Linked DNA regions of Ovis aries: region 2 is linked to region 1. The links are chromatin contacts, called in public Hi-C maps. All regions are on one chromosome and are shown on one strand. Each heading gives the region's core, a stretch centred on a gene start, on an enhancer-like site or on the middle of the called end of the contact. The rest is flanking DNA. Distances are from core to core; before and after follow the strand shown.

Region 1 (2,965 bases), core at 203-2,702:
GCCTAGCTGGGTCTGCTTCAGGGTCTCATACAAGGCAGTCAAGGTATCAGCTGGGCTGCAGTCATCCCAAGGCTCAACCTGGGGAGGATCCACTTCCAAGGTCATTCTTTTTTTTTTTCCCAAGGTCATTCTTTTGACGGCTGGTGGGATTCACTTCTCACTGGCTTTGACTGGAGGCCACTCCCAGTTCCTTGCCACATGGGCCTTTTGGTAGAGTAGCTCACAGCATGGCAGCTGGCTGCATCAGAGAGAGTAAGCAAGAAGAACCAGAGTTCAAACAGAAACATCAGTTCAGTTCAGTCCAGTCCCTCAGTTGTATCTGACTCTTTGCAACCCCATGGACTGCAGCACACCAGGCTTCCCTGTCCATCACCAACTCCCGGAGCTTACTCAAACGCATGTCCATCGTGTCGGTAATGCCATCCAACCATCTCATCCTCTGTCATCCCCTTCTCCTCCCACCTTCAATCTTTCCCAGCATCAGGGTCTTTTCCAATGAGTCGGTTCTTCACATCAGGTGGCCAAAGTATTGGAGTTTCATCTTCAGCATCATAGAAACCATAGTCTTCTATAATCTAATCTCAGTAGTGACAACCTATCACTTTTGCCATATTCTTCTTTAGATGGAAGTCACTACGTCCCACTCGTACTCGTGAGGATTACACAACACACAGTGAACACCAGGGGGCAGGGCTCACTGGAGCCCCCTTCACAGCTGCCTACCTCCCCTGGGAAAGGCTACTCTCCTGCAGTAAGGTCTTGGAATAGCTGAGCTAGAAAGGTCCATATGGATCACTCAACCATGCTCCTTGCTTCTGGCCTTAGTTATACCACAACTAAGGCCTGGCCTGCTGGCATCTAGTGATTTCATGCACACCTGGATCTCACAAGATGCTGGCTCTCTATTCTAATTCCATTCAGTTCAATGAGTACCGAATACTTTTTGGGATCTTTCCCACTTGAGCTAAGGGAACTTCTCATTTTCCACTGCCTAACACCTGTCCTGGGGCTTCCTGGATGGCACTAATAACCTGCCTGTCAATGCAGGAGACGTGGGTTCGATCCCTGGGACTGGAAGATCCCCGGGAGGAGGGACTGGCAGCCCACTCCAGTATTCTTGCCTGGAGAACCCCAGACACAGAGGAGCCTGCAGTTTAGGGTCCATAGGGTCGTACAGAGTCTGACAAGACTGAAGTGACTTAGCATGCACGCATGCAATGCCTGTCCCAACCATTTACCTCAGGGACCATTTCTCTTTGCCACAAGCTATGAGCTTGGGAGCAGAAACAAACAAACGCTGGAAACAGCTGAGGATACTCAGAGTGGTCAGAGCTGTGACAGAGAGGCCTCTAGTCCAACCCTGGTGGTCCTTGGTGAGCTGGGGCCCCAGCCTGAGCTGGGACTTAATGGGTGACTGGAAATTTGCCAGGAAGGGCAAAGTAGCAAAGTGCAGACCAGAGAGGCTCCTGATCTGAACCACCTAGAGGTGACAGTAGAGGTCTGCAAGGGGCTTCTCATGGAAGGGCAGGGAGCTGGCTTCTCCGGAGTGTTTCCATGGGGAGGCAGGCAGGGCAGAGAGGAGGTGCCCTGGAGGGGCCAACAGAGACTGGATTCTGTGGCTCCAGGCAGGTCTTAGGCCTCAGGACACTGAGCCTGGGTTAGAGAACAGACATTGCCTTTAGGATCGGGAAAAGGCCTGTTTTCTGATGCATCTCCCATACCAGCCCCAACCTGAGCCTAGCCATGACCCTCAGCATTTGGCTTCAGACTAAGCTGCTGCTGCTGCTACTGCTAAGTCGCTTCAGTCGTGTCCGACTCTGTGTGACCCCATAGACAGCAGCCCACCAGGCTCCCCCATCCCTGGGAGTCTCCAGGCAAGAACCATGGAGTGGGTTGCCATTTCCTTCTCCAATACATGAAAGTGAAAAGGGACAGTGAAGTCACTCAGTCATGTCCGACTCTTCGCAACCCCATGGACTGCAGCCTACCAGGCTTCTCCGCCCATGGGATTTTCTAGGCTCCGTCAGACTAAGCTAAGCTACCCCTATAAACACAGCCCAGTATTCTCAGCATTAATTTTGTGAAGATTAAATACCTACTCTACATCAAGAAATTCACCATCTCTACTTAAGAATACAAGCCAATAAGGAGGTTGCAAATGTTGGAGGGGCCATCTTCACCTGGGGCAACATATGGTCAGCCCTCCATTTCCATGGATCCTGCATCTGCAGATATGTAGGGCCAATTGTACTACTGTATTTTTTACGAGGGATTTGAGTATGCTCAAATGTTATTCATTTGGGGGAGGGATTGGAATAGGGGTGGCAGATCCTATAATCAGTCCCCTGCAAATAGCAACGGTGTCTGTCTAGCAGTCACCTGTGCAGAGCAGAGGCTAGCCTCACTCTAAGCTGTGTGTGGGGTACTCTAGGTAAATGTTATGAACATTGCCTTGGGCTGGGAGTTGTTACCTTAAGAGAGCGAGCTGGAATCTCCTTTTCCAGAAGACCCACTGCCTATGGACGGCGGGAGTGGGGCTGTCGTCTCAGTTGTTGTTCAGTTGCTCAGTCGTGTCCGACTCTTTGCGACTCCATGGACTGCAGCACTCCAGGGTTCCCTGTCCTTCACCAGCTCCTGGAGTTTGCTCAAACTCTTGTCCATTGAGTCGGTGATGCCCTCTGCCTGAAGGTCAATTCCGAAGTTCTGCTTGTTGTTCCCAGATATGGCCACTAGGGGGCACTGAGACTAGGTCTGAGGCAAACGCTGCCCAACTTCCTTCCTTCTTTCCTTCCTTTTTGAATTTTGACACTTAGCCCCCAGGTTGGAGCTAGAAGCCAGAGATAAGTAAAATCACAGACTCTCAAAAGCTCAGAGATAGCAATTTAGCATTCATCATGAGCAATTCCTCCTAATCGGAGAAACTAGGACCAGAGACGCCAACAGACTTGCCCTTTATCGCTCAGCA
Region 2 (2,965 bases), core at 191-2,690, 68 kb after region 1:
AAGTATCTGGCAGGGGTAGTGGCTGAATTTCTGTGGTAGTCACATGAAAGGTCTCATTTGAGCAGATAGCTGAAAAAAATGAGGGAACATGCCATGTATCAGAGGATGAGATGGTTAGATAGCATCACCGAGTCAATGAACATGAACTTGAGCAGACTCCAGGAGATAGTGGTAGACAGGGAACGGGGGCGTGCTGCGGTTCATGGCGTGGCGAAGAGTCAGAGACGATTTAGTGACTGAACAACAGCGACGCTGTATCTAAGAGGGGAAGACTGTTCCAGGCCAAGAAGTAGGAAACCACAAGGCGTGTTCTTGAGGTTTTCAAGGAATGGCTAAGAAGTTAGTGTGGCCGGAGTGGAGTGAGTGGTTTGAGATTTTGACAAGCGTGACGGAGACAGGGAGAAAGAATCAGGACAGCAGAGGAAATGACCTGGAGAGATAGCAGATAGTAGTCAAGGGGTGGATGGCATGGGAACGAGTTTTTGAGAGGTAACACATGAGGGCAGCTAGTGAACAAGGACCCCCAGCTTATTCATTTTTCTATTTTCTAATGTCCCTAGCACAGTGAAGTCCAGCGTCCATTGCATTAACTAGAATAATCCACTGTTGACAGGCTAGATGGTGGAGCTGTGTCTCCAAGTTATATGTCAGAGTCCTGATTTCTTCTCAGATATATTTAGCATTGAACAGTTAGTAGTGAATGTATAATTCAGCTTTCTTATCTCAGGGTTCAGCTAACCATACCCTCCAGACTCGTTATTTGTTGATTTTTGGTTCAGGGGGAAATTAATATTCTTAACATTATTAAAGGGCCATTGGTTAATTAAAAACTAAAATAATTGAAGTGGTAAGAATGGAAGTAACTAAATTCTCTAAATTGGGTTTTGTACATACATAAAAGTAGAGGCGAATTGGTTAATGAACCCACATGAAAGTGAAAGTCACTCAGTCGTGTCCAACTCTTTGAGACCCCATGGACTATACAGTCCATGGAATTCTCCAGACCAGAATACTGGAGTGGGTAGCCTTTCCCTTCTCCAGGGGATCTTCCCAACCCAAGGATCAAAGCCAGGTCTTCCACATCGCGGGCGGATTCTTTACCAGCTGAGCCACAAGGGAAGTCTGAGAATACTGGAATGGGTAGCCTATCCCTTCACCAGCGGATCTGCCTGACCCAGGAATTGAACCGGGGTCTCCTGCATTGCAGGCGGATTCTCTACCAACTGAAGCTATCAGGGAAGCCCAGTGAACCCATGTGCACCATCTTTAATAATTATCAAGTTAATTATTGCGTATTTTATTTTTTACGAAAAAGTTTTTCTTTTTTATTAAGAAAATTAAAAATCTTATGGTGGCAGGATAGCTAGTTCCTGTGTGTTTGGAAACCCGTCTCTTTCACAGCATTGTGCTGCCCCCCTTACATCACACTCCCTTCTGCTGGTTAGATGTCTCTTAGAGGTCTAACAGAGGTCAGTGATAGGCCTTATAACTGAATAAACAAAGTTCTAGAGCATGTGCTTTTAGGGAAAGCATGTGACAGAGTTATCAGAACCAAAACTTCTGTTTGAATTGAGAGTGCCTGAGATATTTTTAAATCTTTGGGAAAAAATTGACTGGACAATAGAAATATTTTTTATGAGTTACTGGCCTGAGGGGTTGTCACAGAAGTGTATGTTCTAATTGAACTGAGTTAACATTTCATTTTTGTGTGTGAGAGAGAGAGAGAGAGAGAGAGAGAGAGAGAAGGGAGTTGGATCCTCTTGCTTAGCCATCTTATACTACTTTGTGTTAGACTCCATCATCATGCAGTTGTAAGACCAGGGAAGAACAGGCTTCTTTGGGAACATGTAGGAATGTCATTTATCTTAGTTTGGTGAGGGGGGTCAGGAGAGGCCTCTTACAATAAGGGATTCCTAAGTTGAGACATGAAGGATGAATAAAGGTGAATGAGACAAAGGAGAGAGAGTTTTGGGCTGGGTAATAATTACTGCTTATGAATTTAGTATGCCATTCCTGAGAGTTATCTTGTATGTTTTGGGGAAGTTGGAGCAGCTTTTATGAATTCTTAGTTGTGTTTCTTGTGACTGTAATTTGTTTTTGAGTGATAAAATAGTGACATCTTGTTTGTGTTTTGAAACCTTTCTGTATATGTGTTCCTTTAATAAATATCAGTTGGACAGTGTTTTAGAGAAATTGCCCAGGTAATAAATAATAATTTTAGATTCTCCTGGAGGTGAATTTTTCAAAGCTATAAATATCCTAATATTCTGCCACTGTACTTTCAGTGAATAAGATATAGGTCCCTAAATGATGTTAGTACTTGAATAATTTGTTCCATCTAGACATGGGCTTATATGTATAGGTTAAATGTAGAAAATCATCTAGATCTTTACAATGACATTATTAGGCAGTGGAGTCTTTAATATGTGGCAGACCATATCTGTATCTGAGTGGACCAGCTCAGAAATGATTGGTTGTTGCCTGGCAGCTATTCTATAAAATTATAAAGGAAGGTCATTGTAATGAGAAGATTGACAGTAGTTCTATATTAATGTTCTTTTGGTTTAAAATGTTGATTCAGGCCATCTATTCAGCCACAGAAACAACTTCAAAAGACTACTGTCTTTTCCAAAGACTTTTAATTAGTTTTGGAATAAAGTATTCTTTGTGCCCATCATCCCACCCCTTAAATGTGGTCCTTCATATTTAAGGGCCATACATTCACGAGGTCTTTTTTTTTTTTTTTTTCCCATTTTGGAAAGGGGTGTTTATTTCATTCTTTTTCTGCTGAGAATTTGAAATTACACTATTTCATATTCCAGAGCACATGGAGTTTAGTTGAGAGATGACCTTACACATAGGGGAGTAAATGGCTGTCTTTTCAGGTGGTTAATCCTCCAACTCCTGTCTTCAGGCTTTAGGACCCAAAATGACATCAGGAAGAGATAGCTTTGTTTTTATCTCT

The links. A called contact is a pair of places that touch in the nucleus more often than the background predicts.
Region 2: a contact with region 1 is called in a Hi-C map of liver, with 4 times the contacts expected there. The contact joins two enhancer-like sites. A contact is called at or near these places in 9 of 16 Hi-C or Micro-C datasets (blood, hypothalamus, liver and 4 more).

The regions. Positions count from the first base shown.
Region 1 is chr15:53,976,594-53,979,558 of ARS-UI_Ramb_v3.0, forward strand. DGAT2 (diacylglycerol O-acyltransferase 2) reads left to right here. Exons shown (of 8, transcript XM_027979550.3): 8 at 1-2,965. Among named protein-coding and RNA genes, the nearest start is that of UVRAG, 20 kb to the right of the region's middle. Within about 2 kb of position 1,453, at least 1 of the 54 cell types and tissues checked has an H3K27ac peak or open chromatin away from gene starts, as enhancers often do. A contact at or near this core is called in liver, where this site is marked.
Region 2 is chr15:54,044,516-54,047,480 of ARS-UI_Ramb_v3.0, forward strand. The region is part of intron 2 of UVRAG (UV radiation resistance associated); the gene reads left to right. Among named protein-coding and RNA genes, the nearest start is that of UVRAG, 48 kb to the left of the region's middle. Within about 2 kb of position 1,441, at least 2 of the 54 cell types and tissues checked have an H3K27ac peak or open chromatin away from gene starts, as enhancers often do. A contact at or near this core is called in liver, where this site is marked.